Regions from separate parts of the Rattus norvegicus genome. Here region 1 is linked to region 2. Evidence: chromatin contacts called from public Hi-C data. All regions are on one chromosome and are shown on one strand. Each heading gives the region's core, a stretch centred on a gene start, on an enhancer-like site or on the middle of the called end of the contact. The rest is flanking DNA. Distances are from core to core; before and after follow the strand shown.

The links. Hi-C and Micro-C count contacts between places; a contact is called where the count stands out from the background.
Region 1: a Hi-C map of frontal cortex shows a contact between it and region 2, with 1.9 times the contacts expected there. The contact joins two enhancer-like sites.

The regions. Positions count from the first base shown.
Region 1 is chr3:147,239,161-147,242,389 of GRCr8, reverse strand. No RefSeq gene overlaps it. Among named protein-coding and RNA genes, the nearest start is that of Sptlc3, 61 kb to the left of the region's middle. Within about 2 kb of position 1,644, at least 5 of the 93 cell types and tissues checked have an H3K27ac peak or open chromatin away from gene starts, as enhancers often do.
Region 2 is chr3:146,290,518-146,294,162 of GRCr8, reverse strand. No RefSeq gene overlaps it. Among named protein-coding and RNA genes, the nearest start is that of Btbd3, 230 kb to the right of the region's middle. Within about 2 kb of position 1,687, at least 10 of the 93 cell types and tissues checked have an H3K27ac peak or open chromatin away from gene starts, as enhancers often do.

The DNA of each region.
Region 1 (3,229 bases), core at 395-2,894, 950 kb before region 2:
AACAGCAAAAGATAACCAGGCTATTAAACAACACCCACTCACAGCCTTCTTGGATAGAAACAGACATGCGTATGTCTTCATATGAAGAGACACCTGCGTGTTTAACAATTCTGGTTTCTCTAATGTTTATCTGTGAGCATGTGGACCTCCTGTCTTCTGTAGTTGTTATCTATCAGTTTTCAGTTAAAGCTGAAGGTCAAAATGGGGCCAGTGTTTCTTTAAGACCATTAGGTGGGTATGTTATGGCCTATGTACATTGGAATTGAATAGGCTTGAATAACTTTGGAAGCCTTTCTGTGGTGGTTTGAATAGGTATGGCACTAATAGATTTAAGTGTTTGATTGCTTGGTCCATGGTATCTGGCACTATTAGTAGGTGTGGCCTTGTTGGAGGAGGTGTGTCACTGTGGAGGTGGACTTTGAGATCTGCTGTGCTCAAGCTGGGTCTAGTGTATAGGACAGTCCTCTTCTGCTGCTTTTAGATCAATATGTAGAACTCTTGGCTCCTCCCTCACCATGTCTGCCTGCAAGCTGCTTCCGTGCTTCCTGCCATGATGCTAATGGACAAGACCTCTGAAACTGTAAGCCAGCCCCAGTTAAATGTTTTCCTTTTCACAGCAATGAAACCCTAACTAAGTACGACACTCTTTTTTTCTGCCTATGACCCTTGTCACAATGACATTAGTTAGGGAGTAGTGTTGCTGCAAGGTCAGAGGATTAGAAAATGGTAGAGAGGTGGACCTTGTTATCAGAATGCCATTGCTCTGGTCTTAAGATTTCTTATGAAAGCAAATTTTGTGATAAGGTGTGATAAGGTGTGTTGACAGGAGTATGGAGGTGGTTCTTGTGCAACTCTATCCTGCTCTTGAATAAAGAAAAAAATCACTGAGAGTCTGATAGAGGATCCTTCCAAAGGTTGTTACTATGCTGTGGTAAAGAAGTTTAATTTTGGACCACAGCAAGAGTGACCACATGAGCCAGAACCTCATAACAGTCATGAAAGGATTCCACCGTAAAGAAAGATTTATAGCAGCATCTAGAAATGGTACGGGCTACAATTGGAAAAGATAACTAATGGGCTCTGCTTATAATGTTGGGTACAGATGTCAGTGGCTTCTTAAAGCAAATAGGTGTTTCACAGATTGCCATCAAACACTCTGAATGCTGGTTTGAAAGTGTCACATTTCAACATCTTTCTAGATGGGACACCACGGAATCCACTACAATGATTGACACATTTTGTTTCTTGGATAAATATGTTTATCTTTGTGAAAGTTCACATAACTGTACGTTCATGATGCATACATACTTGTGCATGTGTATTATACTTAAAAAAATCTACACAAATCATCTCTACCCCACAAATGAAATCACACAACACACACACACATACACACACACACACACACACACACACACACACAGCAGGTGGGTGGTTGTGAGAAATCAAAAGACAGTTATAGAAAAATAAAAAAGTTATCATTTTCTCAGCACATTTAAGAAGATTGTTACTAAAATTGTAGACTTGCTTCATGTGATTTCATAAAAAATATGAGTAATAAAAGTAATCTTAGAGCTCAAGTGTGCAAAGACAGTGATGCCAGAAGGAGATCTGGGGCGTATCCTCTAACTTTAGAACCACGTTACATAATGTCTCTAGATTACATAGTGAGCAGTAAGCACTTAGGAACACATTGAGAAATCATTGTACATGCATTCTGCTTTTCCTGAGAAGCTATTTTTCCAGACAAGTTATTTTTGATAACATCACATATTTTGTAATATTCTGAGAGATCTTCAGCCATCTTTAACTTGAGTAGTCCCTAATCCTAGGTTTAACTTTTCCTGAAAGATCCTAAGGTATTTCATCAAGGTATTGTGGAAAGCACACTTAATTAGAGCAAGGAGGATGCAGGTTAGAGACTGTTTTCTCTTAATGTTTAAAGAAACCTAGGAAAATTGTACAACTCTTTGGACCATGGCAGGAAAAACTGGCTCTGACTCCCCAGGAAAGTCAGACTTTGGAGGTTCAGGGCAAGCCCTACACAAGACTTCAGTCACTTCAGATAAAAGCTGCGTGCTTCAGTGATCCCAGGGAACCTGTATTGTTGGGCAGTTGGCTTTAACTTTGGAGGTTCCATTTATTTACCTAAGGTTTGACAATTTATTAGAATACTTCCCAGGATTTAGTAAAACATTCTGTTCACTACTGTAGTATAGTTATAAAGGGCACAGAGGAGGAACAGTTAAATAGCAAGATGCTCAGAGCTATGTCTAAGCAAACCAAGTAGGCCACTTAAAATTCCTCAGGACAATAATCCTCATCTCATTGATATGTTCTCATCATCTAAGAATCCTCAGCTGAGCTCAGTTAGTTTTTAACTGGGGCTTCACTTTGTAGGCATAATTCATTGACTGACCATTACTTACAATTGAGCTTGAACTCCACACATTCTCCCCTTCCAAGAGATTTACTTGGTACTGTGTCATAACCCCCCAGATCTATGTTTTAAGAAATTCCAGATTGTTTTTTTTAACCATTCTCTTCAGAGCAAAGAGCAGACACGTTTTTTATGAGCAATAGGCTGTTTGCCTATCTAATGGCGGTGTGAAGAATCTACAACATGAAGAAATGCTTTACACGATTTTAGGTTTATAATGAGAAATGAGAAAGATAAGCCTGCAACCTGAATGAGGCTACATCATCAGAGTAGGCAAAAGCTTTCCCCAGAATGTTCAACTGTCCTCTGCCAACTGGAGTTGAATAGTCTGTCTTCAAAAGAATGGATCCACACAATGTCTCAGTAGTGGGCATGGCTCCGTGAAACCTGAGGGTCTGGGCAACATTTTTTTTTCTGCTTGTTCATGCTGTTTCTGCAGAACTCTAAGCAGACAGCGCCAGTGCTTTGCCCATCCCCATCTCTATACACACTGATATCCTGAATGGTGCTGTATCCCCATCTCTATACACACTGATATCCTGAATGGTGCTGTACCTGAGTGAGGATAAACAGATGTGGGAGGAAAACACCTCTTACCCCTGATAGGTGAGAATTTAAAAAAAAACATCTAACAGTATTATTAACTATGTTTATAGTCAGGCCTATTTCTTAATTTACTTGTGACCTAAGTACAGTAAGAATTCTGTTGACTTTCTTTAATCTAAGTTTTATCAGCCTGAAAATCTGTATAATGTACCTCACAAATATAATCTCATTAAAGTTCTTTAG
Region 2 (3,645 bases), core at 438-2,937:
GTGGGAGAGATTACATCAAGGTGAATGCTATGCTTGCATTGATTGCCCTGGTATTTTATAATTTGTAGTAGAACTCTAGAAGACACATTGATAACAATGATGAGGGATTATTTTAACCCTTCCACCGTGTGATTTTATAACCCTAGGCAAAACCATAAGCCTGAGCTTAAGTTTCTTCTACACTTTGTGAAAAGCAGACTCACAGTGATCTCCTGGGAACTTTTCCTAGTCTAAGATAATATGTTAAATGCATGCATGGTGTGGGGGAATTATGAATAAATGTATATGCTATCAAGATACAAAGCAAATGCCCTGGACATTGGAATATGAAAGGCTTCTGAATTATTTCTGTAGAAGGTAGTCTTCATTTAATTATTATTGTATACTACTTGAAGCAAAATTTGACAATCAAAAGCTCAAAAATCAGTAGGGTAGAGATATCATTCTAATCATCTATGAGTAAGTTTTAAGGGAGACAACTGAACCAATGAAAGAAAAGGAGAATGACTCCAATGATAACTAACCTAAGAAATGTCTGTTCTCTGGGTGAAAAAGGTAGAAGCTGAGAAGGTCCATGCTCAAACCTGCAAGATCATGTTTGTTACTGAGTCACCGGCTATGGACCTGTTCAGTAATTCCTGCTACCGAGAAGCCAGAATGTATCAACATTCCAGAAAGGGGCAACTATTGCTGGAAATATGACAGACGCTCAGAACTTCACAGCATTGCCTTAAAAGTCATTACAGTTGGACAACTGGATTTAAAATTAGCTATAAAGCATTAGTGACATATTAGAGTTTCAGATTTCCAACTCTATGGATAGAGAAGATACCAGAAGATCACAGAGATGCAAAGAGCAGTTGGTCAAGTTCACAACACAGTATGTCATGGCACAGAACCAAGTCAGGGAGTATGAAATTCAGGTCAACACCTTTCCTGTGCCAGGCAAGCTAGCTCCCTTTAAGTTTGGTTCCCACGAGTGAAAGGTAAGACAATAATTATATACATCTCATGGATGAAAAATAAATGGGCACCTTTGGGATCTTTTATCATAATATATGCATCTAATAAAGACACATTCCCTTTGTCCAAACTTGTCTACCAAACTTAAATAACAAAATGCTGTCAACAAGTTCCCTGACTAGCCCGCTCTGTTTCTTTCCCCTCGACCTTCTTACCCCAATGCTGGTTCTGTTCCAGTTTCTCATGTGGCAACTCCACTTCCCTGAAATAACTATCAATTTTTACATTTTTTTCTACTTTAGTCTTTGCCCTTTTACTGAGAGAACATTCTGCCTGTTATTCACAACTCAATGCTCATTGGCTGTGAATATGAGAACCCCCTATCATCTCTCTATCCCTCTCAAGTCCAAACAGCTCAATTAGATATTCATATTAATACTAGAGAAAAATCTCTAACATCTATTCTGTAGATCCTTCATTTACTTTAGTTTATGTGGAAATTATGACGTAGTTAATTTCTCCTATTTCTAGCCAGTTTTTCCATACAAGCTGACTTTGTGAAGAAAACAACAAAGCCTTTACATCCACAGGCAATTTTGTTCCTAACTAAAATTAGTGCAGCTGCTGCTATACTATTTTAGGGAACACAGGACATGTGCCTCTCCTCAGTCGTACCAGCTTGTCCAGCTATGAAGCAGCATACGTTATGGAATATGTATGTTTAGTATCAAACTCCAACACCACAAGGCTGCAGCTTCTGCTCATTTACCACAGAGTTGCAAGTGTGTGATTGGTGAGCACAGAAGCTGGTAGGAAGGATAAACATAATTTTTATATGAAAAAATATGTAAGAGAGCAAAAAGTCCAAAACAGGGATTGTCTGTTCCAGTTTGCCTTCCATGGTTGTGACAAAAGCAGCAGGGAGAAAGGGGAGAAGCTAGTTTACATCAGAGCTACAATCCATCTCGAAGCTAAGTCAAGTACCCGAGGCAGGGACCTAGATTCAGGATCTTGCAAAGATTATGGGAGAATGTTTCATGCAGTTTCCTCAGACTGCTTTCTTATATAACCCAGAAGTTATGTGCCCAAGGGTTAGCAGAGACTCTCACAGCAATCATTAAGAAAAATGCCTCAAAGACTTGCCTACAGGCCAGTCTGATGGAGTCATTTTCTCAATTGAGGTCCCCTCTTGCCAGATGAGCCTCCCTTGCATTAAGATCACAAGAAACTAACCACCAAGTCCTGAGAGGGGACACTCAACAAGTGAGGATGCTCTCAAGGAGAACCCATCCAGGATAGGAAAAGCAGATGACAGTAAGGGAAGACAAAGGTCATTTCAGAAGTCGACTTCCAACTCGGCCTCTCAAGAGCTGTATAACGAGAATGGCACCAAGATCCATTCTCATGGAAAGCTGACTGCAGAAGAAGGCTCGGTCTGGAGATGTCTGTACTGGTGCAGTTCCAGGAGGCAGATATCAACCCTCTCAAGAGAAGGAGCAGCAGCAGGCAATGAGCAATGGTTGGGGCCAAAGGTCTCACCCAGATTTTAGTATATTTGTGTAAGACAATTTTCCTCAACTCGTCTGAAAAATAAATAACAGAAGCAATGGAATATGGGAGAGAAAAATGAAGGGTTTCATATCGAGCCAGCACCTCTTCATTTGTTCATCTTTCCAGCACTAAAGATGGCATTTCAGCAAAATAAGTGTTCAGTAAGTACATACAGTAAGTAGAAATTTCTTGGACATGGAGTAACCTACCAAAAACAATTATTAAATTTAAAATCAGGGCACATTTATAGCAGATGGAGATTTTGATTGTCAGGATATTAAAAATTGAATCAAATCTAGCAGCTCACTGTATCTCATCTGTTGCTTTGTTTTATCGTCTCCAGCCATCAATAGTTAAAAAAGTAAAATAAAAACTGAAAATAAACAAGCAAACAGACAAACAAAACCAAGAAACTATGGAAAAGAAGAAGAAAACAACTGGATTTGCTGAAGAAGGAAGGGTAGATATGGAACAGCGTTGAACCCCAGCACTTGAGAGGCTAAAGTATAATGAGTGAGAGTTCAAAGCCAGCCTAGGTTATATAGGGATAATGAGTCACACACACACACACACACACACACACACACACACACACACACACACACACACACACGCGCGCGCGCGCGCGCGCGCAAGCCAGCAACTTTGAAACCATAGGAACTTTCCCTTGCCTTACAGCTTGCCCTGGTGCTGATGGCATTCTCACATCACTGGGACCCTTTTGAAAGCATGGATCTCATATGCTATAACATCGATGTCAACCTTGATTGACATTGATGTCGATGACTGGATGTTCAGCACTTAGCAGTTCCTCCATAGCTTTCACTTAGAGTCAGAAAGGAAATGTTTCCCTGAGGGATGAATGATCTGTATCTGGAGAAATAAGAGCTAAGTATTTACTGAAGAAACAAGAACAACTGTCTTTTTCATATGTTCTTTCTTTGTAATACTTAATACATCTATCAGAACACTTCCCCCTATAAAATGGGAATACCAATAAATGTTTTACTAGGATCTTTGAAGATAAAATGGATAACTTATGGGTAAAGATATTGAATAAAACATGCTGTGCTTTCAAATTATGGTAAGATGATGTCACAGATTGCAGCATATTAATTATGGAGCATTTAC